Linked DNA regions of Mus musculus: all the other regions are linked to region 1. The links are chromatin contacts, called in public Hi-C, capture Hi-C and promoter capture Hi-C maps. All regions are on one chromosome and are shown on one strand. The core of a region is the stretch at or near the end of the contact, and the rest is flanking DNA. Distances in the headings are between cores, read along the strand shown. Region 1 holds the start of Top2a (topoisomerase (DNA) II alpha). Region 2 holds the start of Tbkbp1 (TBK1 binding protein 1). Region 3 holds the start of Kpnb1 (karyopherin (importin) beta 1). Region 4 holds the start of Dhx58 (DEXH (Asp-Glu-X-His) box polypeptide 58). Region 5 holds the start of Ttc25 (tetratricopeptide repeat domain 25). Region 6 holds the start of Acly (ATP citrate lyase). Region 7 holds the start of Klhl11 (kelch-like 11).

Region 1 (3,855 bases), core at 638-3,137:
AGTTACCTGGCAACAACTAGGTAGCCCAGCCCACTATAAAAGGAGCTGCTTGCCCCTCCTCCCCCTTGCTCTCTTAACTCTTATTCTCTTGCTCTCTTGCTCCCCCCCCCCCCACCTCTCTCTCTCTGCCTTCCCTTCAGTAGCACGCCTGGCTTCTGAACATCAAGGAAAGCCGCAGAGAGTGACACACTGGTTCTGGCACCCATAACCTAGTCAGTCTTCTGACTGGACAGAAGTCCTAGGCCGGGCAGTGGAGTCCTAGGCCGGGCAGTGGTGGCACACGCCTTTAATCCAGCACTTAGGAGGCAGAGGCAGGCAGATTTCTGAGTTCGAGGCCAGCCTGGTCTACAAAGTGAGTTCCAGGACTGCCAGGACTACACAGAGGAACCCTGTCTCGAAACAACCTGCCCCCTCCCCCCCCCCAAAAAAAAAAACACCAAAAAAAAGGTCTTAATTGCTGAGTCCCTAGTGGCCCTAAGCATTGAAGTCACCCTCCTTTATTAACACACAGGACAAGGCTAAAAACACTGAAGACAGGATCAGAACAAGGTTAAAACTCTACTCCTTTGGTTTTCCCACCAGCCAGGCCACATTTCTTCATTGGCCTTCTCTTTCACTTTGCCAGCAGGGTTGTTGTTGGACACGTGAAGTTATTTAATAATGGTTGATCTTGGGCGCCTTTTGGAAAGGAAAAATGTTTAAATTTAAGAAATTCCTTGCTGATAATAGCGATTTTTTTGAGGGTGGTGGTGGGGTTAGAGAAAGGGTTTCTCTGTGTAGCCCTGGCTGCTCTGGAACCTGCTCTGTAGACCAGGCTGGCCATAAACTCCAAGATCCACCTGCTTCTGCCTCCCAAGTGCTGGGATTAAAGGGGTGGTGTCGTCACACATAACCAGTTTATATCTACCATTTTTACTTTTAGCACAGGAAATTGAAGCTTCCTCCATCGAGAACCCACCAAGCCCCCACCTCTTATGTCAAATTGAACGGTGCTCTAGACTGCATTATGCATAGAGGGCAAATATAAAGAGCTCTTGTAGATTCCCTCAGCAGCTGACTGAGGGAGAAGTTCCCGTCTCATGAGGGCCTCTCAGCTCCACTGAAGAAGCATGAATGAATCTTTGTATCAGGGGTGATCCACAGGGAGTGTTAGTGCTGCTCGCGATTTTGCTGGCATCTCTATACTCTTCGTGTGTGGCAGCCTAAGACCGCAAGCAGAAGAACTTGCCAGAACTTTGCCAGCATTAACTCAGCGCTTCTCAACTTCCTAAGGTTGCGACCCTTCAACATAGCGTCTCATGTTGTGATGCCCTGCTACCATAATTATTCCATTGCTACTTCATAACTGTAATTTTTTTGCTGCTGTTATGAGTTGTAAGGTAAACTATCTGATATGCGACCCCCAAGAGTCACGACCCACAGGCTGAGAACCGCTGCCTTGGCCAGCCTTGAGGGAGGGATGGCGTTGTTTCCTCGGTCAGGAAAAAAAAAGGAAAACTCATCGCAGGATTAAGACTCTGTAATCTCAACAGATCTGAAATAAAGAATGAGCATCCGTTTTCTAGTTATATTCAGAAGGACGGCTTAGTCAACCACTTTGCACTTCCAAAATGCCTTCCCTCTCTTCAGAGTGTCTCTCAGAGCACATGGACCTTCCTCATTGGTCAGATTTTCTGTCAGTACCACCAACAATTGCTATTGGTCCATTTTGAAGATTCTCCCGCCTTCTTTTACCTAATTGGTTTATTCGAAAAGGCGGTCTTTTGTTCGAATAAAAGACGATCTACGATTGGTTACTGCAAACAGAGCCAATGAGAGCGAGTCGGTGATTGGTTCCTCTGATTTGGGCGGGCTAGATAAAGGTTCAAATGAAACTAGGGAAGCTCTCCTAACCGACAAGCGTCTGTGAGGGGAGCGTCCAGGTCCCGCGTCGCGCGTCGCGGGTCGCCTAGCGTTTCCCGCTGGTTTTGTCGCTTTCCGGATTCTCGAGCCTCTTCAGGACCGTCACCATGGAGTTGTCACCGCTGCAGGTACAGCTCGCGGATGGGGCCGGGTAGTAGAGCCTTTACGTGGCCTCTGCGTTCATGGCTGACGGCGAGAGTTGAGGTTCCAGGGCCGAGCGCTGGCCGGCGACCGGCTGGATCCGGTCAGCCCCATCTTCTGGGCCTTGAGGGGTCGTGGACTGGGTGAAGCTCTTTCCGAAATGATATCTATAATCTAATCTGGGTTCTTGAGTGTTGTGTTTTTATTGTTTGTGGGAGCAGGTTCAACTAGTCCTGCGATCGGTCTGTAGTCTAATGGCTTCTGTGTGACTTCCAGCCGGCTTATACTCGAATTCAGTGGCCCTCTTCCCTTCCCTGGGTGATTTGAATAACTCATCACGGAAGGTGCAGAGCATGGCAGTTCCCATTGAGGAGCTGGCCGACCGAGTGGCTCAAAAAAAGTCCAGTTTCGGGATGTGAATGTAGCCAAGGGTTTGCATTGCTAGCATCCCAACTGCTACGGGTGGATACCATCTGTAATCGGCACGAGCCTATGTCGGCACTCACTAAATATTTTCCCATTAGATGGAAGAAGTTGAGTGTAGTTTATCGATGACATAAAAAATATTACTCAAGGCAGAAATGTCCATACTTGCAGAACTAAAATACCTATTTAAACGGGCATCTGTAGCCAGACCTAGTGGGGCAGGCCTGAAATGGCAGCTGCTCCAGAGACTGAGGCAAGAGGATGCCTTAAGCTATTTAATGGGACTCTCAAAAACAGCAACAGGGGGTGAAAAAAATGGTCTGGGAATTTTGCTCAGTGGTCAGAGCATTTGCCTAGCATGTGCATGCAAGGGGGGGTGGGGGGACCTTGGGTTCCATCCCCAGCATCACGAATACTCAAACCACAGAACCTAATCACAAGGATTTTAATTGACTTGTTCGTTCAAAACTATGTAAACTCTACCAGTACCTACAAGCAGGGGATAGATGGTGATAGAGTGTATGGACTTTATCATTGTTGCAGATATTTTGTTGACCACTTCTGATAAACTTGTGGCTAAAATTAAGTTTATTTTTAATTCCCCTAATGGCTAGCCTGTAAATGAAAATATGCTAATGAACAAAAAGAAGAATGAAGATGGCAAGAAAAGATTGTCTATTGAAAGAATCTATCAGAAAAAAACACAACTGGAACATATACTGCTCCGCCCAGATACCTACATTGGCTCTGTGGAGTTAGTGACCCAGGTAAAACCAAACTAGCAAAGTGCGCTTGCTTTATTGTCATGGCATACTTTGTCAGGATTTTTTTTTTTTTTTTTACTTATTTACTGTCATTGGAACTGATCCATCATTCATGTATATACTGCAGGCGTGTGTGTGTGTGTGTGTGTGTGTATGTGTGTGTGTGTGTGTGTGTGTTTCAACATTCTAGAAGACCACTCCTGGTTGTGTTGGTGCACGCCTTTGATCCCAACACTCAGGAGTCAGAGGCAGGTGGATCTCTGAGGCCAGCCTGGTCTGTGTAGCCAGTTTCTGGCCAGTCAGTGCTACATAGTGAGACACTGTCTCAAAAAAGAAAAGGCTAAGAGTGTTAATGACAAAACAATAAATAGATAGATAGAGAGATAAAAATAACTTTCTTTGCCTTTTCTAGCAAATGTGGGTTTACGATGAAGATGTTGGCATTAACTACAGGGAAGTCACTTTTGTTCCTGGTTTGTATAAAATCTTTGATGAGATTCTAGGTAAGTAAATATTTTGATATAAAGATCTACTGGTTAAGTCCTAGGTATCATTCATAGCAAACCTTCTGTAGACATAGCTGCTGTCATTTCAAGTAGTTAGTGGTCAGAAGTGAGACAGT
Region 2 (3,855 bases), core at 534-3,033, 1.9 Mb after region 1:
CCCCCAAATAAACAGCTCCACTTCTTTCCAAAATGTGCAACCCCAAGTCCTGCCCCGAGGCGCCCCAGCACACGGTCCGCAGACACTGCGCCGGTCGGCGGGGAGGGGAGGCCGCACGGCGGGGAGCTGGTGGGCGCCCGGCGCGCTGCCAGCCTCAGCCGGACCGCACCGCGGGGGCCGCCGCCCCTCGCCACGTGGTGGTGGCAACCGCGGGGTCCCGGGCGCCGGTCCAGCTGGAGAGACCCGGAGCAGCCGGGGAGGAGGAGGCGGAGGAGACGGCGGCGGCGGCGGCGGAGGAGGAGCGGGGCGGGCGAGCGGGAGGGAGGGGGCCGGGAGGGGAGGGGAGGGGGTGGGGAGAGACCCGGCGGCGGCGGCAGGGCGCGGAGCGGCGCGCGGTGCCAGGGGGTGGGGGCGCTGGGGCCCGTCAGGGGAGGGAGCCGGCGGAGGGGTGCGCTGCGACTGCGAGCAGGAGCCCGCGGCAGCCGTGAGTGCGGGCCGGGGCCCGGGCTGGGGGAGGGGGAGGGGCGCGGCGGGCCGGGGCGGCTTGGGGCGCGGGAGGCCGGGGCCCGGGCGCGGGTGGGCGGGCGCTGCGCCCGGGAGCAGAGTGGGGAAGGGTCCTGCGCCGCTGCCCGCAGCCTCCGGCCTGCGGGGCGGCTGCCGCTCAGTAGCCCGCCCGGAGCCCGGCCGCGGTGGGGGAGGGGGCTGCGCGGTCTCGGCCCCACAGAGGGGAGGGGCGACAGTTTCTGTCCGCCGAGCCCGAGGGGGTTTAAAGAGCCGCTCTTAAAGGGGCCGCCGGAGGGGCCAGGCGGGGACGGGCGCCCCCTCCCCAGTAGCCTGCGCGGGCGCTCGGCGCGCGGCCCCAGGATGCGGAGGAAGGCAGCTCGGGTCGCACGGCCGGGGTGTGTGGGGACACGGAGTCCTCGAGAGTGGGGGTGATGGCCGGAGATCGTGGGCAGGGATGGGGGTGGGGTGTGTAGTGAGCTCTGGTCGGCAGAGTAGGGGGAGGGGTGGCGTGGGCAAGAGAGGGTTAAAGGTGGGGCCAGCCCTTCAAACACGCGCACACGCTCCTTACTCAGACCTGTCACACGCGTCTGTCGCTCCGGCACTTAGCCGAGGCTGGGGGATGGGGGACCCGAGGCCTGCACTGTCGGAACTCGCGCCTTCGGACCGAGCCCCCTCGCCGGAGCGCACACACGCTCCAGCGCGCGCACACACCTCGGACATTCCCATAGTGCCTCACGTGACACTCGGCCCGAACGTGCCCACCCTACCCACACGCTCACGCACGCGTGCTCACACGCGCGCGCGCGCACACACACGTACACACACACACATACACAACCTCTGGTCACTCCCGAACTCCGCGCTGACCCCGGTCCTCCGCCCCGCAAAAGCACTCATTGACGGCGGCACACCTACACTCATTCACAGACACACACTCCCCCCCACATGGCAGCCACAGCCACACATTCATAAACAAGGGCCCGGAGATGTACACACGCACCCCCTCGCTGCCTACTCGTTTTGGGAGCCCTGAGTCATTCCTGCCCCCCTCCCAGGGCTCCCCATTTCCCTGAGTGCAGGCACAATAGGACAAGCTGGAGTCTCCCTTAATGGTCTCGGTTCTCCTAGGCCCCCTTGCCCAGTTTGCTGCCTCTGACACTCAGCCAAGGACTTCCTGTAGGTCTGCGCCTGGACGGTTGCCACAGCCCCGGCGCACTTGGGGAGGCACTTCCTTTTCCTGAACTCTGGGATCCTGCGGGAGGAAGTTGGGCGGGGGCCACAGAGGCCAGGCTGCCTAGCGGGACTAGCCTTCCTTAGGAGCAGGCGACAGAGGCCTGGGATGGGAATCTTGGCGGCTGTCGAGGTACTTGGGGAAAAGGGAGGTCTGGGGAGGAGACCAAGCCGAGTAGTCTAGGCAGGTTCTGGGCTGTGCCAATGCTGGGACAGCAGCCCTCCCTCCCATCTGTCCACAGGTCTCTCCTCCCTGCCCCTGATCCTTGGTCCTGTTTATCAGTTGTCCCCCACTCCACTCATGACGTCTATCTGGTTCCATTTCCTTCTATAAGCAGTCACAGCAGGGGATAGGGCAGAAACTTGAGAGAGAAGAGAGAGAGAGAGTTAGTTGTGAGATCTGTCTCTTGGCTGAAGCTCCCCAGCTACCACAGGTTCCTCAGACCAGCATGGAAGAGTTGGGAACAAAGAGCAGGTGGTCCTCTTTACTCTGTTCCTGCACTCTCAGGAGGCCCAGGGTGGGCTGAAGCCCTTACCATGGAGTCCATGTTTGAAGATGACATCAGCATCCTGACCCAAGAGGCCTTGGGGCCCAGTGAGGTGTGGCTGGATGGTCCTGGAGACCCGTCCCTGGGAGGGGACATGTGTTCTGCCTCCCACTTTGCCCTCATCACAGCCTACGGAGACATCAAGGAAAGGCTAGGAGGCCTGGAGAGGGAGAATGCCACCCTCCGCCGTCGCCTCAAAGTCTATGAGATCAAGGTCAGAACCTAGATGTGATGGCGAGCTGAGCTTGTAGTTGCCTGCAAGGGCAGGAGGGTCCCAAGAGGTGGCCAGCACTGGAGGCTGCCTGGTCCCTGAAGAAGTGGCTGCCTTGGGGATGAGGAGCTCTGCTCCTGCAGCCAATCTCAGGGGTGGAGGAGGAGCCCAGCTTTGGAGTGGTGGGTCCCATTGGAGGGGGCGGGGAGAGGCGCCTGTGAAGCTGGCAGTGGGGTTGGGGGACAGAGCGGTCCTGGGATGGGAAGCCAGGCTTCTCAGAGGACGACCCTCCCACAGTATCCGCTGATCACTGATTTTGGAGAGGAGCATGGCTTCCCTCTGTATGAACTCAAGGATGGCTCCCTGCTGGAGGTGGAGAAGGTCAGTCTGCAGCAACGACTCAACCAATTCCAACACGAGGTAAGCCCTTGCTTCGCTTCCCAGCCAACCCCACTCCCTTAGCCTCCTGCTTCCCTCACTTTGCCCTCAACCCCGCCCTGCCCCCGCCTTCCCTAAATCAGCTTCAGCGCTTCCTGTTTCTATTGGGAATAGGGTTGGGGAGGTTGGGAGCCCCCTCTGCTCCCTGTCAAGGCTGGTCCTGACCCTGGCACACCTCTCCGGGCCTACCCAGTTGCAGAAGAGTAAGGAGCAGGAGGAGCAGCTCGGGGAGATGATCCAGGCTTACGAGAAACTGTGCGTGGAGAAAAGCGACTTGGAGACAGAGCTGGGGGAGATGGTGAGGCCCAGAGAGCGGGTGTGTGTGTGTGTGTGTGTGTGTGAGGTATCTGACGTGATGTGATTCTCTACGTGCATTCCAACCCGATGAGTGTGTGCTGCCTGTGTGTCACACACACTCTGCTGCGTGCACACTCCCTGTATCCACTCGTCCCTGTCTGTGAATGCCTGCTTTGCCGTGTGAATGAGACAGTATCATCCGGGTCATGGGTGACTCTGTACCTTGGGCTAGGATGCTGTGTGTGTGTGTGTGTGTGTGTGTGTGTGTGTGTATTTGGCTCTCACACTGCATCAACCCTGTACCTATAGTATAGTATAGTGTCTGGGAGAGGGTATAAGTGACAAGAGAGGTGCCAGAGCTCTCCATAGTCCCAGCACAAGCGTGATGAGAGTTGCCATGTGGCCGTTTGTGTGTGGGCAGGTGGCAGTATCAGGAGATAAGGTCTCTGCCAACTCCTGTGCTGTGACCTTGATCAAGTTATTTAGCTCTCACCCCTCATCTGAAAAGCAGAGAAAAACGGTAAGCCATCTCACTAAGCTGCTGTGACGGCAACGGGACATTTGTGTAAAACGGTTTTCCTTTTATAGTCAGGAACGTTTGCTTGGTAGTCGCAGCGTGCCAGGCAC
Region 3 (3,855 bases), core at 763-3,262, 1.8 Mb after region 1:
TGCTCTTATCCGCTGAGCCATCTCTCCAGCCGGGCCTACATTCCTTGTTGCAAAACTTCAAGTTTCTATAGCATTAAGTCTGCCTTTTGTCTTGAGAATCAGAGTTACGGAGGCACAGGACCAGCATGCTTCTGCATGTAGGTGTGTGCACATGCTTACAGTGGAGAGAGAGCACCATGGGTAATTCCAGCACTCAGGACTCCAAGGAAGGGAGGCTACAGAAATATTGAAGCCAGTCTGAGATACATATTGAGTTCTAGGCTAGAGATCCTGTCTGAAAGAGGCAGAACAGAATAAACTCACAAAAAAGAAAAATCGAATTACATTCTAATGAATACATTACAATAGAACTCATTTCCTGGGCAATCTTGGTGGCCCATGCCTTTAATCCCAGCACTCTGAAGGCAGAAGCAGGTGGGTCTCTGAGTTCAAGGCCAGCCTAATCTACAGAATGAGTTCCAGGACAGCCAGGGCTATACAGAGAAACCACCTGGCTCCGCCCCCCCCCACCGTGGGGGGAGGGGGGCAACCCAACCCAACCAACAAATCACAGCCAAACAAAAATTATGCTTGCATAGTAAACAAAAAAATCTTTCTTAAAATCAGGATAAGATGTGGAAGTATTCAGAACATATCTATACATGAAGCCATTGGAAACATACATTACAGGCAGAAAATACACACAATTAAAAAACCCCACGAGGCTATGACTTTAAGTGTTTCAGAGAACACTAAATCCCAAGTTTCCAAAGTGTGGCTAGTGTAGGGCAATTTCTTTACACCTTAAAAACAATACAATTTACATGCTATTTTGACCCATATGCTCCTAATCCCCCCATGACTTGCAGCTGGGTATCCAAATGAGGGGAGGGGAATGTTAAGCAACTATATGCAACGTATTTTTATCTTGTTTGTTGTATTTGTTTTTTGTTTTTGAAACAAGATCTCAGACTGTAGTTCAGGCTTCGGGATACTGAGATGGCAGGTGTGTCGCTACAGCTCGTCAATGCACACGTTCTTTATATAATACTACACAGATCTTGTAAACGAAGTCTGGACATCAAAGCTTTATGGGAACTGCTAAGTGGTCTAAGGACGCGCCTCCGCGAAACTTTGTTAACAGTCCAGGGCCCCGACGGGGTCTCCAAGGGCAATTAGGGGCGCCTGAAGCCAGCTCTGCTCGAGTCTGGAATGGGCTGTGTGACCTTGGACAGGCTCCACTCTCTCTCTGGGCTTCAGTTTGCAAATCCGCACGTTGGAAGGTGAACCACGTGGTTCTCATGGTCCGGTTCCGCACAGAGCGCGGCAGCAAGCCGACCTCACCATGAAGGCAGCTTCCTGTGGGCGCGGCGCAGGACTTTAACGGTTCCCGTCCCCGCCCCCTCCGAGGCCCGCGAAAGGCTCGCTTTCCGTACACCGCGGCGAGTGACGGCTCTCCGTAGCGCGCAGTCCGAGCCACTCGCGCGCAGCTCCGCCCCACCCCGGAGGCGTCCCGTCGTGCTCCGCGCCAGACTCCTAAGAGCCTGGGCGCCTCCCGCCTTTCCGCGCGGCGGCGACCCCGAACTCCTCGCTTCAGTTCTCCCGGCGCCCCGTCCTATCAACGTCCAGGATCCCAGCCAATCCGACGCGCCTGGAGCCTTTACCTTCCGCCCACCCTTCTCCCCGCGCACAGCCGGGCTGAGCCCGAAGGCCTTTACCGGGCCAGCCCAATCAGCGGCGCGCTCTTACCTGCCCCACCCCAGAGCCCCTCCCCTCGACCAATAAGCACGCCCCATCCCGCTGCCCGCCCAGCCAACCGGACCTTGAAGCCCGCAGGCCAATGGGCGCGTGGCGGCCCTTCAACGCTAGCCGTCCGGCCAATCGGGGGTTCCGCGTGGCCCCGGCCGTAGCCAATCGCTGGGCAGCGCGGTGCCGCCGCGGAGAGGTCCGGCAAGGATATCCCTCCGCCTCCCTCCCTCGATCTCTCTCCCTCCCTGCGATCCGCCTCTCACTCACTCACTGCCGCCCTTCCTTTCTCCCTCCGCCGCCCGAGCAGCAGCCGCGCTCCGAGCTGCCCCCGGGGTCCCTCCCCCGCCGCCAGAGGAGCAGCTGCTGCCGCCTAGCACATTAGGAGGGCGGAAGGAAGGAAGGAGAGCGGGGAGGAAGGGGAGCCGGAGCGCCTGGCCAGAGGCAGCCGGTGAATGGGCTTGTGGTGACCCCCACCCCCCACCCCACCCTCCCTTCCCACCCGACCCCCAACCCCCATCCCCAGTCGGAGCCGCCGCCCGACAGGCCGGGCCGCCGTCTTGCGAGGAGTCCCCGCCGCCGTCACCTCCGCCATGGAGCTCATAACCATCCTCGAGAAGACCGTGTCTCCGGGTAGGACTCGGGGCCGGGGGGTCGGGCCGAGGTGACCGGGGTGGGGGAGGGGGTGGCCCCTCTGACCCCGCTGCCTCTCCCCCCATCTCTCCCGGCAGATCGGCTGGAGCTGGAAGCGGCGCAGAAGTTCCTCGAGCGTGCGGCCGTGGAGAATCTGGTGCGTGCCGCCCCGCCGCGCCCCATCCCGCCGCGTCCCCATCCCTGCGTGCGGCCCTTCCCGCCCTCCTGGAGGCCCAGGCCTCAGGAACCCACCCCGCCCCAGCTCGTCCCCCTACCCCCCCGCCCGGCCCAACCTAACCCCGCCATCGGGAAGCCGGTGGGTGTGTCCCGCCCCGAGCCCCGCGTCTGGCCAATAGCGAGGCGCGCCGGGGTGATCGCCGTCCAATCGCCACGCGGCCTGAGGGCGGCGGTGCTGCGGGAGGGAGAAAGAGGGAGGGAAGGGAAGTTAGGTTGCATGGCGCTGCGTGTTCAGCAAGGGTGGGGGTTGGGGAGCCGGGCCTAGGGGCCATGTGGAAGCTCTGCGCCCTGCCGCCTGCCTTGTACTGGCTGCGGCCGGCCTCTCCTTCCTGTCCCCTGGTTTTGAGGCAGTATGCAACTACTTCCCAGAGCCCTACCCTTCCCCAGCTCCCTTGGTCTGTGCTCATGGCCACGCCTGGCACCCGACCACCTCTGGACCCATTGCCACAATTTTTTTCTTTTTCTTGCCCATTATTATCCCATTCCTGGTCTAAGTGCACGAATGTTCTGTTTGGACTTAGGTTTTCAGAGAACTCATCTTTAAGGATCTCAGGCTGAGGCTCATTTCTGAGATTGAGCCTATTCTCTGATAAATCACAAATGTAACCCCGTTTTTCATACTTTCGGATTTAAGAAGTACATTTGAGAAAAGAAAAAGTGACTGACTTTTGTATAGGAAAATGTGGGATTATTGAAGCAGCCTATTGCCAGAATGTTTCTCCTCTCCTTTTTGGGGGAAGGGGAGGGAAGCGTGGATGATATGGAAAGTCTCTTTAAAGGTAGGAAGTTTTAAAAAGTGAAAAAAAACATTGTAACCCAATGTCCTTTGTGAGAGCTTTGCAAAATAGTAACATCCATACAGCGACATATCTGATTTGTACTGACCACTTTTGGTGGAGAGGTAAGCGACTTGTGTTAAGGTTTTTTTATCTCACACCTTTCCAAGCATTTCCTTTTTAGTGTAGACTGAGAATTCTGCTCATAGTATATTCTTGGTTTTGCTTTTGCTACTTTGCAAGAAGCCCTTTTTCCTGCTCCTAACTCTTCAGTGGCACAGAATAGAAATTGGAGAATTGTGTTCTGAGCCTACTGTAGAGTTTGCTTACATTGAGAATTATCTCCTGTGTTTGAAGAGTTTGCTAACACTAAAAAAAGTGTCTACTTTGGCCTTCTATAACATTCCTGATTGGACAGATTACGTACAGGCCCACCCCCCTGTGTGTGCCTCTGTATGCTCAGAAAGAGGAAGGGGGGTGTTAT
Region 4 (3,855 bases), core at 489-2,988, 1.7 Mb before region 1:
TCCCCCTCTGCAGGAGAGACAGGCTGGAAGCCACTGGGAAAGGAGAAGGGGTAAGTGTCCATTCAGTCAAGGGGGAGTGACCACAGGAATGGAGGCGTGTGTGCGTGCGTGTTTGTGTGTGTGTGTGTTTGTGTAGTAGGGCAAGAAGGACCCAGACCTCAGCCTCGGTATCTGTCATTTCCAGCAAGGAGCTTAAGGATCCTGATCAGCTATATACGACCCTCAAAAACCTGCTGGCTCAGATCAAGGTGGGAGGCCAAGGTCTTCTTGTCGGTAACTGAAGTGGGTGGCGGTCTTCGGTTGGGCGGTGAACACTGGGCCTGTCCTCAGCTCCTCTCTTCTCTCTAGTCACACCCCAGTGCCTGGCCCTTCATGGAACCTGTGAAGAAGTCAGAGGCTCCTGACTACTACGAGGTTATCCGTTTCCCCATTGGTGAGGACCCTTGTACTCACTCCCCAGCCTAAGCCCCCAGTCTTGACAGGGTAGCCTGACTCCTGTCTGCATGTACCATGGTGGGCAGCCCCAGTTACAGCCCTTCACCTCTTAAAGTCATGTGCCTTCTCTCTCGTGACCCAGACCTGAAGACCATGACAGAACGGTTGCGCAGTCGCTACTATGTGACCCGGAAGCTCTTCGTAGCTGACCTGCAGCGGGTCATCGCCAACTGCCGGGAGTACAATCCCCCAGACAGCGAATACTGTCGCTGCGCCAGTGCCCTGGAGAAGTTCTTCTACTTCAAGCTCAAAGAGGGAGGGCTCATCGACAAGTAGCCCCCAGCTGGGATCCGCAACATCCACCTCCATCTCCTCAGATCCGTTTGGGGGCTCCCGGCCCCCTCTCCCGGACTCAGCTGGAGAAACTCCAGCCAGGGACCCCAGATCTTACAGACTTTCTGGCCAGCAGGCACTCACTCCCAAGCCAGCAGCTCTCTTTCCACCTTCCTTGCATCCCACCTTGGGGAGACGTCTGGTCTGGGGCCAGCCCGTTGTAGAATGTCTGGTGGCCAGGGCATGAACTGTTGGTCCTTATAGAGCCATGCAGGCTGAGCATCCTGAGCCTGGTCCCCATGCCTGTTTCCCAGGGCCAGGACTATTCAGTGAGTAGCCTTCACATGGAAACAGCCCAGACTGGAGGAACCATGAGGGGCCTTGGCTTATCCTACACTGTTGTCTATCTGTCCCTCCAGGATTGGGGGCAGGAGGACCATTCATTCCTTGGCATTAATCCCTCGGAGGGAACAATAAAGCTTTTTTTTTCCCCTGTGTGATTGTTTTTTGGGGGGGGGGTCCGGCTTTAGACTTAGCAGGCTGACCTTTGCTTCTCGAGTCCTGACTCTTCTAACCTGAAAGCCTAACTTCAGGCTACACTGGTGCCACTGACCCCTGCAATATATAGTGGGGTGATGGACCTGGCTGACTGCCGTCCCTCACCTCCTCTGCTTCAATAACTTCCAGCCTGTCTCCCCTGCAAAGGGAGAGCAAGAGCTTGTCCTTAATGCCTGCCTATTTCCTGACTCCTGGTCCAGGAAACAGGCAGCCAAGGTCAGCCCCTCCAGGCCTTAAGCTCAGCCCAGATGGACAGGGTTACTGCCAACTGAAAACAGATGAGGAAATAGGGAACCCAGGAGCAGTGACTGTCAGCATCTCCCTTGCCAGTCTTCAATTTTTTTTTTTTTTTTTTTTTTTTTTTGATGGCTGGGTTGGGCTCCAGCTCTGGCTGGCTCCTCCCCTTGTTTCAGTTTCATTTCTAGAGCTCCAGAAACCTCCGCAGAGACCAGCCTAGTCTGCTGCTATTCATTTCCAAACCCCATCCTAATCCTGGCCAGTGCAGGCTCCAGGTAGTTATCTACGAGTTCTTGGCTAAGAACAGCCTCTGAAGCTTACTGGGCTGGCTGGGAGGAAGGGGACAGTACGTGTTCTGATCTCTCTGCCATTCCAGAATGGAGCTGCGACCCTACCAGTGGGAAGTGATCTTACCTGCTCTGGAGGGCAAGAATATCATTATATGGCTGCCCACGGGTGCTGGGAAGACCCGGGCAGCTGCCTTTGTAGCCAAGAGGCATCTAGAGACGGTAGACAGAGGCAAGGTGGTGGTACTGGTCAATAGGGTGAGTGGTCTGCCCTTCCCAAAGTGGGGTCTCTTAGCTCATCTCTTCTAGACGACCGCTCTGCCAGGTCTCCTCTCCTTGGTTCAGGAGATGGCTGGGTCCTGACATCTTGCTCCTCCCACCTTCCCCCACCCCAACTCCCAACAACTGCCATTTTCCACCCCCCACCCCAATCCAAGTTCTCTTCATTACTCTTCACTCCTAGGTACACCTGGTGAGCCAGCACGCCGAGGAGTTCAGGCGCATGCTGGATAAACACTGGACTGTAACAACCCTGAGTGGGGACATGGGATCCCGAGCTGGCTTTGGCCTGATGGCTCGGAGCCACGACCTGCTCATCTGTACGGCAGAGTTGTTACAGTTGGCACTCAACAGCTCTGAGGAGGATGAACACGTAGAGCTCAGAGGTGAGGGGGAAAGCCGTGACCTGCTCACAGGACGTGCTCCTGGGCAAGCAAGCCTCCTTCCTCTAGCCCAGCCTCGCTTTCATTCCTACCTGCTCCCTGTCTGGGACCCAGCCCAAAGTAGGGAAGGGAAGAGGAAAACTTCAGAGAAAAATGAGGGCTTCACAAAAGTGCTATGAGAAAGAAGCAGCAGCAGCAGCCGTCCACTGTCTCTCATGTGCCCCCAGAATTCTCGCTGATTGTGGTGGACGAGTGTCACCACACCCACAAGGACACCGTCTACAACACCATCTTGAGCCGGTACCTAGAACAGAAGCTGAAGAAGGCAGAGCCCCTCCCCCAGGTCCTGGGTCTCACAGCCTCCCCAGGCACTGGAGGGGCCACCAAGCTCCAAGGGGCCATTGATCACATCCTACAGGTCAGCTGAGCCCCTCCCACCATAGATCTTTGCTTGTCTTGCCTCCCAGTCCTACCAAATATACTCTTCATACTATGGCTATGCTCGTCTCTTCCGCTACCTTGAGCATATGAGGCTTGTGGGACCCTTTGAACTTACTATTCCTTTTGCCTGGAAATGCCCTTGCTTTTGAACCTCCATCAGATTCGTTTTCACCATTCAGTGAACAGCCCTGTCATTGTCACAGTCTCCCCTGGCCATCCCCACTACTCTGTCATAGAACTAATTTTAATTATTTTCGGAGTTCGTTCGTGCTATAAACTGGAAGCTGTTTGACCTGGGAACTATGAAAATGGGAACTGCTTTTTCTTTCGTTCTTTATCATGCGTACGGCGTTCTGCCTGCAGGTATGCCTACAGGCCAGAAGAGGGCACCAGATCTCATGAGATGAGATGGTCATGAACCACCATGTGGTTGCTGAGACTTAAACTCAGGATCTCTGGAAGAGCAAGCAACCAGTGCTCTTAACCTCTGAGTCATCTCTCCAGCCCTCTTTGCTGATTTTCAATTGTTTCTTCATGGTCATTTGAATCTAAGTTCCTCTCGCTCATCAATGCGAGAGTATTAGTCACTCACCGGGACGCACTTCAGACTTTTTGAAATGAATCCTAACTTCCAGTGGAGTGGCCCTGCCTCAGGCTTTTCTGTCCTTAGCCAGGACCCCGCCTCCCTCAAATTCTGCCTGACTCCTCTTTCCATGATGCCTTTCTGTTGCCTCTAGCTTTGTGCGAATTTGGATACGTGCCACATCATGTCGCCAAAGAATTGCTACTCCCAGCTGCTGATGCATAACCCAAAGCCCTGCAAGCAGTATGACCTCTGCCAAAGGCGCGCACAGGTGTGTGAGGGGCCACAGGGCAGGCTTGGGGTCTGGTGCCCAGTTAGA
Region 5 (3,855 bases), core at 584-3,083, 1.5 Mb before region 1:
TCTCTACCTGCCAGCTGCTGGGACTGAAAGTGTGGGACAACACACTCAAAAGCAGGATCAAACCAGGGCTTCATGCACACAAGGCAAACACTCTACCCAGCTAAGCACTGTCTCCAGCCCTGCAAAGGAAAAGGTTATCAGAACACCTTGCAGTCTGGAGGTTGGCACCCCAGGCAACTGGAGTCTGAATGCTTGGCTCACAGGATCCTTCCTCCACTACTCCAGCTAGTTCAGTGCAGTGACCTTGGGCATGTTACCTAACTTTTATATTCACTTCCTCATATATACAAAGAAAACAATAGTAACCCCTTCCGCTCCCCGACATCCTAGACGGACACACACTGCTTAGAGCAGTGAGTCTAATATCCTAAAACGACTCCCAATCCCTGTAGGGTACAATGGTGTAATTTTCAATAAGGTTACTACAGTACGCCCTAACTTCACCGACAACTTTCTTACAGGCAAGCCTGTGCCAAAGACTTCTACATTTAGCTTCTTGGGCAATCTGTGGCTAAGGATGGGAGACTGAATTTATCAAGAGAAAGGTAATCATGAAACATTTAATGATTGGTCACATTATGTCTCCAACTGGCAGGCATTAGTGAGAAACTATAAGAGAAAATGGCAAAAGTCAGGGTTTATGTGTGACAGTGGCATATCATGGGAACCAGGAGTATGATATCCACAAAATGGACCTCAGGGCTGCTGGTGATGAAAAAAAAATGGTAATTGGGTGGGACTGGAGATTTTTTAGCAGCTAAGAACACTAACTGACTGACTGCCTGCTCTTCCAGAGGACCCAGGTTCAAGTCCCAGCACCTACATGGCAGCTCACACCCCTCAGTCCATTTCCACACTCTAAGAGGGAAGTATGCATGTGGTCCATGCATGCTGGCAAAACACCCATCACATACAAATATTTTTCTTTAAGTGGTGAAGTGTGTGTGTGTGTGTGGTGGGGGGTGGTATCGTGTTGATTTATTGGTTAACAGCACTTACTATTCCTGTAGAGGACCCAGATCTGGATCCCAGCACCCATTTGGTGCTACATAACTGCCTGTAACTCCAGTTCCAAGGGATCCAGTTCCCTCTTCTGGCTTCCAAAAGTACCAGGCATGCATGTGGTATACATACACACAAATCTTTCATCAACAACACAATGGTGGTGGGTCCAGGTAGCAAGCTGGGGTTCCATCATTCCAGAGGCCAACTGCAAGATAGGGAGTTGGCCTCCAGAGGACATAAGGAGGGCACCTTCCTTTCAAATCATAAGTTGGGAATGAGGGTGCACATTGGAAGTCATCTCTCAGGAAGTAGGGGTAGTTCGAGACCACCCTGGTCTACAGAACAAGTGTCTATCTCAAAAGAGGAGCGGAGGCGGGGAGGAGGTTGAGAGAGGAAAGAAGAGAAAAAAAGAAGAGGGGAGAGGAGAAGGAAGGGGAAGGGAAAGAAGAAGGGGAGGAGGAAGAGAGGGAAAGGGAGGAGGGGAAAAGAGGAAGGCAACACAGTAATAGGATCAAAGCGCAACTCACGTTGGTAAAGCTTTGAATGGCCTTAGTGAACTCCCCGCACAGATAAAGCCTCTCCCCCTCTGCCATGTAAGAGGGAAAAGTGCTTCTTAAGATATCACCGTCCGACATGGTCACCCTACTTTTGGAAATTCTGAAGCAGATTCAGAAAGGAAAAGAGGCTGGAGAATCGCCGGCTTGTTTTGGGACAGCCCGGTCTCTTAGCAACCTAGAGAGATAGTCTAACTTCCGGTCCCTCCCCTCCCCTCCCCTGGCGGTGTTAGGCCTCCGGGTGAGCCCGCCCAGCGTGCTCATGCGCCTGTGTCGCCACGCTGCGCACACCGGTCAGACAAGTGCTGAGCGCGTGGCCGGCGGCTGCAGGACGCTGGCGCTCCAGAGTGATCGCTGTTTGCTTGTAGGTTGCTTCTCCCCTCCAGTTGCCACGTGGAAAGCCTCGCAGACAAAGCAAGCCAAGAAAATGAGAATTGGAGGCAAAATTCCAAGTAGGATTAAGGCTTAAGCACTCCAGGTCCCATTAGGAAGGAGAGAGAATTTTGGAACCGGAGTCAGAGGGCTTGGGCAGCCTTCTCTCTTGTCACTTCTTAGCTGCGTGATCCTTGACCAAGCACATTAGGGAACTGAAAAGTACGCGTTCTACCTGCCAAATGAACAGGAAAATAATAGAGCCCTCAGGGACGTGAGGATTTGCATGAGAATGCAATGGAAAGTGTGATGGGTTTAGCTTTCAATGTCACATAGTTATGGAACACTTGCTAATAGCAAGTCTAAACTAAGGTCTAGCCTGACATAATTCTGCAGCCATTCAGGAGTAATGGCTGTGGGGATAACTCAGTTGGTAAAGCGCATGCTAAGCATGCAGCTCTCTGTTTCAGTTCCCCCAACCCTGGTACAGCCCAGTGTGATGGCACCATCTTGTATTAGCCAGCCCTGGAGAGACAGAAAGACATGCATTCCTGAAGTGTCCCCTGGCATCTACATTCACATGTGCACAAGCACACACATGTTCACACACACACACACACACACACACACCACACAGACACAGCAGTACCTCTAAGTACCCATAATATCTTAGATAGCTAGCTCAGTTAACTGCCTCAACTATATTGGTTTTTTAAAACAGTCTTGGAGTTATACATGATTTTGAGCCACCACTTGGGTGCTAGGAGTTAAACCTGGGTCTTCTGCAAGAGCACCAGTGCTCTTAATCCCTGAGCCATCTCTCCAGCCCAGAATCTTGTCTTAAACTGTCTTTCCAGAATTCAGCTGAGCCAGGCTTGGTGGCCTGGGTCTTTAATTTTCTTACTCCAGAGACAGAGGTAGGAGGTTGGTTGTGAGATACAGGCTTTCTGGTCTCCATAACAAGTTCCAGGCCAGCCCTGGCTACACAGCGAGTTTCAAACACAAAAACAGAAACAGGATCCAGCTTAATGGGCATGTATTAGGAACAGAATCCAGCACACAGTAGGAGCAAAGCAAACCGTTTTCAGTCTCTAAAAAAGATGTCCTTACTGGCAAATGTATAAACACAAATGAGCACAACATCTGTAATTCTAGCACTTGAGAGACTGAAGCAGGATTGCCACAAGTTCAAGGCAGCCTCAGTTACATAGTGAGGTGAAGGCCAGCCCAAGTAACAGGGGAGTCTCTGTCTCAAGCCACCATAACTGATTACTTGGGAAAATGTGGTAAAGTCAGAGACTTTCATTAGTGCCAATACCCTTGTTGGTTGTTGATGTTGTTGTTCTTTTGTTTTGTTTTGTTTTGTTTTTCGAGACAGGGTTTCTCTGTGTAGCCCTGGCTGTCCTGGAACTCACTCTGTAGACCAGGCTGATCTCCAACTCAGAAATCTGCCTGCCTCTGTCTCCCAAGTGCTGGGATTAAAGACAAATGCCACCAATGCCCGACTATTGTAGTTATTTTTTAAGATTTATTTATTTTATGTATTTTAAGTACACTATAGCTGTCTTCAGACACACCAGAAGAGGGCATCAGATCTCATTACAGATGGTTGTGAGCCACCATGTGGTTGCTGGGATTTGAACTCAGGACCTTCGGAAGAGCAGTCAGTGCTCTTATCTGCTGAGCCATCTCTCCAGCCCTGTTGTAGTTTTTAAAAGTTTTTCAAGATTACCATTGGGGGAAATGACAAAGGAATACCTAAGCCAGGTATGGTTATGGTGGTGTACACAGACAGTCCCAGGACAGAGAAAGAGGGTAGCCTGGAGCTCAAGGATAGCCAGGACCACTTAGCAAGGCTTTATATCAAAAGGAAAACAAACCAAGCAAACAAGAATACACAAGGTTAGCCGGGCGTGGTGGTGCA
Region 6 (3,855 bases), core at 340-2,839, 1.5 Mb before region 1:
AACAACCTGGGCTACATGTTACTCTGTCTCAAACAGAAAACAAACAGACTTTAATAAAAACTCTGAATTGCTGTCCTCCAGGGCCTGAATTTGAGCAACTTCAGAGACGATATTTATTTACTTGGGGAGAAGTGATCACTCACAGAGATTTGGGTAGGTTCTAGGCCTCTCCCTCAACTGCAGGAGCAAGGGGCACTCTAAACTGTTATTTCTAAAGAATGAGTATTAGGGAAGGGACCAAGAAAAAAAAAAAAAAAAGACGTCATCAAGGAGCACACGCTAGCCAGGAGTGGTGGCACGCCTTTAATCAGGAGGCAGAGGCAGGCGGATTTCTGAGTTCGAGGCCAGCCTGGTCTACAAAATGAGTTCCAGGACAGCCAGGGCTACACAGAGAAACCCTGTCTCGTAAAAAACAAAACAACAACAACAAAAAAAAAACCCAAACAAACAAAAAAAGGAGCACACGCTGGTCAAGAATGGGTGTTACAAGTTCAGCCATCCAAAGACTGGCCGAAAAGGGCCTGGGAGTGGGGGGCCTTGGGAAAGTGTTTGCCCAGGAGAGTGTTGCAACATTGTTGCAGGGAGCTTTTGACCCAGGGTTTTTTGCCAGGGGCACAGCCATGCAGATTCTCTGCACCCTGGGCTGACGCATCACCTGAGCTGATTAAAGGATGATTCTGGCCTCCTTCCTAGAGCTGGAAAATTGTTAGTTTCTGGGTCCATCTGGGAAGACATACTGGGACTAGGGGACAAGCAAGAGAGGCTTCCACTCCAGGGAAGCAGTGAATTCCTGATTTCCAGGACCTTATGATTTATCTATTCTGCCCCAGAAGTTCTCGGGTACCTGTTAGACTGGGCGCTCCAGTTTTGGGTTTGGAAAATATGTTCTATCTTTCGCAAGTAACAGAAAAGAGGAGGTTGTTCATTGCTTTCGGTGTCTTAGTTTGAGGTTGGGGGAGGGAGCAAGAGGTTGGGCAGGGATGGCCCCAGTCCTAAGTTTTAATCTCAGATAAATGATCAGCTCCGCCCAGATCCGCGCTCAGGTGAGCCTGTAAGAGGACTCGCGTTGGGACTGGCGTCCTTCTGGCCTCACTAGTTTACCCCTTCCTCCAATCTATGTCCTAGGTCGGACAGTCTGATTGTGTAGCGTGGTCGTGTAGACTGGCTCTGGTAAATTCCCTGGGGAGGGTTCCAGGAGCGGAGAGGCGACACGTGTGAAAGGAAAGCAGACGTAGCTTTTCAAAAGCAGGTCTAACGCACTGGGTTTGGTGTGGCGGCTTACAAGAGCCTGGGATAAGAACGTCAGTTGCTCTCCTGGGAGGGAGGAAGAGGACGCCAGGTCCAGGGAGAAGTGCTATAGCCTTTTGGGCCAACAACCCCCTCCCTCAGCTACCCAACCCGGCGGCTGGCCGGCCCAGCCCCTGAAACGATCAGGCCACAGCCCCCAGCCTCGTAGGTTCTCCTCCTAGAGCCGCCCGGCCCATCTCCCCATCCTAGGCCCCGCCCACGGCCCCGCCCACGTCCGGGACTACAAGTCCCATCAGCCCCAGGTCAGGCCTGAGGGCGGGGCCACCACAGCAGCGAATGGGGAGGAGCCTAGAGCTCAGGCTAGGGAACGCGTGTGCCCAATCGCCGGGCTGCTTAGCCTGTGAGCTGATGGGGGGCGGGGAGGAGCCCACTTGGGCCGGAACAAAAGCCGGATCCCCGGCTGCTGCAGGCGGCTGGAGCGATCCGAAGAGTTGGGGTGAGCTGGTGCTTACGGACAGAGAGCCACACTCAGGCTTTCTCGAAGAGGTGAGTACGGCAGTCGTAGGCGCGGGTGCGACCCCCCAGTACCCACTAAGCTTCCTGCTTCCCTCCCCCAACCCGGAACCACCTCCGGGCTCCCTGGCTGGGCGCTCCCGCGCGCTCCCTGCACCTGCTCGGAAGTTTTGTGCGGGTCTAAGCTTTATAGTAGTCTTCTCCCCAGCCGCGGGCCGCATGTCTACACCCTCCCAATCCTATTCTAGTTCCTGGGAGTTTGCACATTGCTTGCCACCGACCTTACTTCTCCCTCCTCCGGATTGCCTTTGCGCGTCCTGCTTCTTCTCAGCTCCACCCAGGGCCAGCTCTCGAGTCTAGTCGGGCTTTTTTTGGGACACTTTTTTGGGCCCCATTCGGGTTCCCCACCGGATGCCGGGGCGGGTAGTAGAGATGGCGGTGGCTACTCTCTCCACGCCGGCCGCTCGCAAGCCGGACTCAAGCAGGCCTGTCCTGTTAGTTCTGTGGTGAATCCCTTAAGCTCTATGTCGAAGTGTAGGGAGCGGGCCCTGGCCACGCGGGGTCGTGCTGCTTCAGAGTGCCTGAGGCCTTGCTGCGAGGACTTGGCTCCGGAGCGACGGCGCTGGATGGGCTCTCCCTGCTAAGGAGCTCCCTACTGGTGTAGCCCCCAAACAACAGATGGTCGGAGTGCTCAGGAGTCTGGATGAGACAAGCACCTAGGGTGTGTGTATGTGCGCGGGCGCGCGTGTGTGCAAAGGATGCTACCTACCTCTACCTCCTGTCAGGCCTGGCAGAGGTCTGGTCCCCAAAGCTTGCTGCTTTCTTCAGTCTTGAAATTCTGCTATGAGGGATCCCTCCTGACATAATTTTGGAAAGGACAGCATAAGGCACTTTAGTCTGCCAGCCAACCCTGTCTGTCCCCGCTTTAACTTTGCTCAGCATGTCGGGTTTCTTTACTATCGAGAGATAACTGTCCTGGAAAGATCATTTCCACCTCTTAGAAAGCTGCTTAAACGCTCCCCTCTGCGGGGGGGGGGGGCAGTAAAAGGAGGCCTTGAAGACAGAGTAGCTGCTGTTTTTAATCTCTATTTAGACACTGTCTGCTGTAGCAGGGAATACTCGGAAGAGTTCTGTCCGTTCCTTTGCTATAGGGGATTGCTTGCTTGTCATCCCCTCCCCCTCCCCAGCCCTTAAAGTGAGAGTGTTTTGTCGACCCTCCTCAGTGGGTCCCAGAGGAGTCTTCTTTAAAAGCAGGCTTCATTCATTCACCCTTCCCTCTGGGCTGCTCCTGGGGCCTCAGTGAGTGAATTCAGTCCTCAGGCAGTCACTGTAGAAAATAGCCCATTCAATTCAAAAGATCCCTTTCTTGGAGAGAGATAGAGACAGACAAAGACAGAGAGAATGTGAGTGTGTGTGTCCATATATCTAAGTGTATAGGTGCGTGTGCGTGTTGGAACCTTGGGCATGGTTCCCACTAAGAGTTTGCAGGTTATTGTTAACAGGTAACAGTTTGTTGGGGGAGTGGGCGCTCAGCTCTGCTGTGAAACCATCCATCACGAATTTGACAGCGTGATCAGCCGCTGAGAAAGGCTTTGGGGTGTGTGTGTGTGGGAGGGGGGTGTCCTCCAATCCCAGATTCTGATGTACTTTTGTCACATTGTTCCTAATAACGGAAGTTTTCACATGTTTGAGTAAGCGCATACTTACTTCCCTCACGGTTTTCAGGCTTTTTAGATTCTGAAAGAACCTCACCGATCCATTGCTGTTGAGAGCAGGGAATTGATGAGTGAAGTTTTGATTGATCTCTCCTGGGGCCTCCCAGGATGTATGAGCTGCCCTGCTGAGAGACCAGGCCCTTCCACCAGTTAGTCTAAGAGTCCTTTGTCTCAGCCTTTCCAGCCAAGCCGCAGTGCTCTGGTGGCACATCTTGTTTTGGTAAACTGGCAAACCGTTCCTGTATCATCTCCCTATTTTTTTTTTTTTCCTCCTGACCAGAGACACCCCTTCACCCACCTCATGGTGATCTGAGACTTAAGAAAATTGTGATTTCCTTCAGTTGCCTAAGGTTGTGTTGTCTCCTTCATCCTTCCCTTA
Region 7 (3,855 bases), core at 1,010-3,509, 1.4 Mb before region 1:
TTATTTCCTCTTTTGTCCTGGTACAATCCATCCTCTATCAGTGACATTTAAAAAATCAAGTTGAAGGCTTGCCAGGTGAAGACATTTGCTGCTAAGCCTGACCATGTAAATATGATGTGGAAGGAAAAGTTCTCTAACATTAGGTGTGCAAGGCACATGCAATGACAATACTACACACCTATACTAAAGAATGTAAAAAGAGTTAAAGGCTTTTATTTGTTTGTTTGTTTTTTGGTTTTTTGGTTTTTCGAGACAGGGTTTCTCTGTGTAGCCCTGGCTGTCCTGGAACTCACTTTGTAGACCAGGCTGGCCTCGAACTCAGAAATCCGCCTGCCTCTACCTCCTGAGTGCTGGGATTAAAGGCGTGGGCCACCATGCCCAACTTGTTTTTTTTTTGAGACAGGGTTTCTCCATGTAGCCCTGGCTGTCCCAAAACTCACTAGACTAGCCTGTTCTGAAATTCAAAGATCCTCCATTTCATTCTGTGTTCTTCCAAGGTCGGCAACATCCATTTTTAGGAAATCAGACATAAGTAATTCCTCACCTTCACCCACCTAGCTGAGACTCGGTCTTCTTTTGAGACAGCTCAGGTTGTCTTCCCACAAATGATTCTGCCTTAGCGTCCCAACGGCTGGAGTTACAGGTGTGTGCTACTTTTACCAGCCTAAGACTCAAAGTCTTATGCTTTACTACCTTTTGAAAATAATTTTCTCAGCCCGGTGGAACTTGGGAGGCAGAGGCAGGTGAACTCTGTGAGTTCAAGGCCAGACTGGTCTACAGAGTGAGTTCCAGGACAGTCACCCCTACCTAGCTGAAACCCTGCCTATAAACAAACAGACAAACAAACAAATATTCTGTTTTATGGGCAAAAAATATGGCTAATTGCACCTAACACCAACCAAGTCTAATTAATGACTCAAGTTCGAGTTCTATCCTCTAACGTAGTGATGTTCATTAAATTGTGCTTTGTACTCCACACGAATACCCTACCATAAAAATAAATAAATGTAATTTTTAGGGCTATTTACTTATTGGTGCTGGGGTGACTAAACTGCCCTGGTTTCTTTTTTTTTGTTTTTGTTTTTCGAGACAGGGTTTCTCTGTGTAGCCCTGGCTGTCCTGGAACTCACTCTGTAGACCAGGCTGGCCTCGAACTCAGAAATCTGCCTGCCTCTGCCTCCCGAGTGCTGGGATTAAAGAAGTGCGCCACCACGCCAGGCTTGCCCTGGTTTCTTACATAGCTCATGTTAAATTGGGTGTGCTCGCCGGGCAATGGTGGCGCATGCCTTTAATCCCAGCACTTGGGAGGCAGAGGCAGGTGGATTTCTGAGTTCGAGGCCAGCCTGGTCTACAAAGTGAGTTCCAGGACAGCCATAGCTACACAGAGAAACCCTGTCTCAAAAAACAAAACAAAAAACAAACAAACAAAACAAAACAAAATTGGGTGTGCTCAGGAACATTTTAGTAATCCCAAAATCCAGGAGAAGAATCAGGAGTTCAAAGTCATCCTTAACTACACAGCAAGTGTGTGGCCACCTTGGGCTACATGAGAGACACCTGCAAAAATAAATAACTTTAACGAAGTTATTTTTCTTTATACTGCCCCCCTCCTGGATTGGAAAGATAGTTTAGCAGTTAGGAGTACTCTCTCAGAGAATCAGTTTGATTGTTGGCTCCCAACACCCTTATCAGGGGGGTTTTAACCGCCTTTAACTCCAGCTACTGGGAATCTAACACCTACCTGTCCTCTGTAGGACCTGTGCACAGACACTTTGATAAGAATAAAATTTAAAAATTACTTTCTCTCCAAAGTCAATCGTTTTGTGTTTTAAGACGGGGTTTCTCTGTGTATTCCTGGCTGTCCTTTCTGAGACTAGGTCCTCGAACTCAGGGAGATCAGCCTGCCTCTGCCTCCCAAGTGCTGGGATTGGCACAGGCCAGCAGAGGCAGGGGTAAGGTGGATCTCTGTGAGTTCCAGGCTATCATGGTCTACAAAGTTAAAAAACAAACAAACAAACAAAAAATGTGTGTGCGTGTGATGGCGAGGATACACTCCAAAGCAACATAAAGTAGAAGAAAATTCAACAAAACAAGCACAGGGGGCCACCATAATGGAGGGGCGAGAAAAGGTAGACCTGAGTTTTTTTCTGGCTCCGAGAACTGCGCTTGCCTCGCTAGAGGGCGTAAGCACGGCAGAAGTGCGCAGGCGCGGCTCCGCCCCGCGCGCACTATTTAATCCCAGAATGCCTCTGTGTCGCATCAGACTTGCCGCACCGTTCGGAAGCTGAGGGGGCCGGTACGGCGGCGTCAAGATGGCGGCGGCTGTGGCGGCGGCAGCTGCCGCTGCGGCCGCGGCTGCATCTTTTCAAGTGCTGGAGATGGAGAGCATGGAGACTGCCGTCGCCGGTTCCGCGAGCCTGGCCGCTGAGGTCCGAGGCAGTGGCACGGTAGACTTCGTGACCGGGGCCGGCATCTCTACCCTCGTCGACACGGGCGGGAGCGATCCGGGCCCAGAGGCCGAGGACTTCGAGTGCAGCACTCACTGCTCCGAGTTGTCCTGGCGGCAGAACGAGCAGCGGCGTCAAGGCCTGTTCTGCGACATCACCCTGTGCTTCGGCGGGGCCGGAGGTCGCGAGTTCCGTGCCCACCGCTCGGTGCTGGCCGCTGCCACCGAGTACTTCACGCCCTTACTCTCGGGTCAGTTTTCGGAATCGCGCTCGGGCCGGGTGGAGATGCGCAAGTGGAGCTCAGAGCCCGGACCCGAACCTGACACGGTGGAAGCCGTTATCGAGTACATGTACACCGGCCGCATCCGAGTGAGCACCGGCAGCGTGCACGAGGTGCTGGAGCTGGCCGACAGGTGAGACGACCGTGGGCGAGCGAGGGCTGGGTTGGGGGGTGGGGGGCAGTGTCTGTGGTGCCAGCTCCCTCATTATGCCCGCGACGGGACAGCCACCGCGCCTGGCACTGAGGATGCCCCCTGAGAGTCTAGCTTGTGCGCATTGCACCCCTGAGCGCAGATTTCAGGTGGTAGGGACAAAGGCGATGAAAAACGGTGGGTCGTGTTCGACTCCTGTGATGATGACATTTAAAAAACGGTGAAGGGCTAGCTACGGATCGGAGGAAATGTCATTTAAACCAGCTTCGCAGTGGCAAGAGAAATTGGCCGTACAAAAGGGAATGGGTGCACATTACAGGCTTCCCAAAGGCCTCAGTCAGGGTCCAGGCTGGCTTAGAGAAGAAAGGACGTTAAAAAGAAAATCCAGCGATTCCGGATATGCTGGGTTTAAAGACCAGAGGGTGTGTGTGAGGAATGTTTGGATTTTATTGAGTGTGATGGATGGGAAACTGGGTAGAGAGATTATCTGATTTTAATATTTAAATACGAAATATTTAAATATTTCAAAAGTGAAAAGTGGATTGTGGAAAATGGATTGTGGGGAGCCAGAAAGGACGCCACAGAGGTTGGTTCGGAGGCAGGTGGAGATGCTGGTACTGTTACAAATCCTTTAACACATACCTCTGGAGCGCTAGACACTGACCTCGTTACAGTGCTGGGGGAGGGGGTATATCCAGCAGTGATCAAAACACATGAAAATCCTTTTCCTTATCAAACTCTCTGATGTTTAACAGCGAATATATAGCATGTTGAATAATTATTACAGCTGTGAGGCAGACTGAGGTGTGGGACTGTGCGTCATAGGCCCTAATGGAGAGGAGGTTTTGTTTTTTTATTTCTTTGTTTTGAGACAGGTTCGCACTATGTAATGCTGGTTGTCCTGGAACTCAATCTATAGACCAGGCTGAGAGGAACTATTTTTAAATTGGGCACATAAAGAATGTTCAGAAATCATA

The links. Promoter capture Hi-C pulls out the DNA fragments that hold promoters and counts their contacts. A called contact is a pair of places that touch in the nucleus more often than the background predicts. Capture Hi-C pulls out chosen DNA fragments and counts their contacts.
Region 2: a contact with region 1 is called in a Hi-C map of B cells, with 7 read pairs. The contact joins the promoter of Tbkbp1 here to the promoter of Top2a in region 1. A contact is called at or near these places in 1 of 484 Hi-C or Micro-C datasets (B cells) and 1 of 9 other capture datasets (embryonic stem cells).
Region 3: a promoter capture Hi-C map of pre-B cells shows a contact between it and region 1. The contact joins the promoter of Kpnb1 here to the promoter of Top2a in region 1. A contact is called at or near these places in 2 of 39 promoter capture datasets (embryonic stem cells and pre-B cells) and 2 of 484 Hi-C or Micro-C datasets (embryonic stem cells and neural progenitor cells).
Region 4: a contact with region 1 is called in a promoter capture Hi-C map of pre-B cells, with 3 times the contacts expected there. The contact joins the promoter of Dhx58 here to the promoter of Top2a in region 1. A contact is called at or near these places in 2 of 39 promoter capture datasets (hippocampal neurons and pre-B cells).
Region 5: a contact with region 1 is called in a promoter capture Hi-C map of hippocampal neurons, with 4 times the contacts expected there. The contact joins the promoter of Ttc25 here to the promoter of Top2a in region 1. A contact is called at or near these places in 3 of 39 promoter capture datasets (the C10 cell line, cranial neural crest and hippocampal neurons).
Region 6: a promoter capture Hi-C map of pre-B cells shows a contact between it and region 1, with 5 times the contacts expected there. The contact joins the promoter of Acly here to the promoter of Top2a in region 1. A contact is called at or near these places in 6 of 39 promoter capture datasets (the C10 cell line, embryonic stem cells, hippocampal neurons and 3 more) and 5 of 115 datasets of contacts at active chromatin or transcription factors (astrocytes, bone marrow-derived macrophages, embryonic stem cells and 2 more).
Region 7: a capture Hi-C map of macrophages shows a contact between it and region 1, with 4 times the contacts expected there. The contact joins the promoter of Klhl11 here to the promoter of Top2a in region 1. A contact is called at or near these places in 8 of 39 promoter capture datasets (the 3T3-L1 cell line, the C10 cell line, cranial neural crest and 4 more), 2 of 484 Hi-C or Micro-C datasets (both in embryonic stem cells), 1 of 115 datasets of contacts at active chromatin or transcription factors (embryonic stem cells) and 1 of 9 other capture datasets (macrophages).

What each region holds. Positions count from the first base shown.
Region 1 is chr11:99,022,221-99,026,075 of GRCm38.p6, reverse strand. Top2a (topoisomerase (DNA) II alpha) reads left to right here and starts at 1,887. Exons shown (of 36, transcript NM_011623.2): 1 at 1,887-2,030; 2 at 3,084-3,236; 3 at 3,646-3,736. The coding sequence starts at 2,010.
Region 2 is chr11:97,148,003-97,151,857 of GRCm38.p6, reverse strand. Tbkbp1 (TBK1 binding protein 1) reads left to right here and starts at 1,783. Exons shown (of 10, transcript NM_001372531.1): 1 at 1,783-1,867; 2 at 2,243-2,496; 3 at 2,791-2,913; 4 at 3,125-3,229. The coding sequence starts at 2,272.
Region 3 is chr11:97,186,049-97,189,903 of GRCm38.p6, reverse strand. It overlaps Kpnb1 (karyopherin (importin) beta 1), which reads left to right and starts at 2,012. Exons shown (of 22, transcript NM_008379.3): 1 at 2,012-2,358; 2 at 2,457-2,515. The coding sequence starts at 2,319.
Region 4 is chr11:100,702,154-100,706,008 of GRCm38.p6, reverse strand. It overlaps Dhx58 (DEXH (Asp-Glu-X-His) box polypeptide 58), which reads left to right and starts at 1,738. Exons shown (of 13, transcript NM_030150.2): 1 at 1,738-1,838; 2 at 1,940-2,108; 3 at 2,314-2,515; 4 at 2,740-2,930; 5 at 3,691-3,807. The coding sequence starts at 1,941. It overlaps Kat2a (K(lysine) acetyltransferase 2A), which reads left to right. Exons shown (of 18, transcript NM_001038010.2): 15 at 14-50; 16 at 185-248; 17 at 349-433; 18 at 578-1,263. The coding sequence ends at 771.
Region 5 is chr11:100,543,586-100,547,440 of GRCm38.p6, reverse strand. It overlaps Ttc25 (tetratricopeptide repeat domain 25), which reads right to left and starts at 1,833. Exons shown (of 12, transcript NM_028918.3): 1 at 1,533-1,833. The coding sequence starts at 1,640.
Region 6 is chr11:100,525,734-100,529,588 of GRCm38.p6, reverse strand. It overlaps Acly (ATP citrate lyase), which reads left to right and starts at 1,589. Exons shown (of 28, transcript NM_134037.3): 1 at 1,589-1,794.
Region 7 is chr11:100,471,186-100,475,040 of GRCm38.p6, reverse strand. It overlaps Klhl11 (kelch-like 11), which reads left to right and starts at 2,259. Exons shown (of 2, transcript NM_172565.2): 1 at 2,259-2,860. The coding sequence starts at 2,313.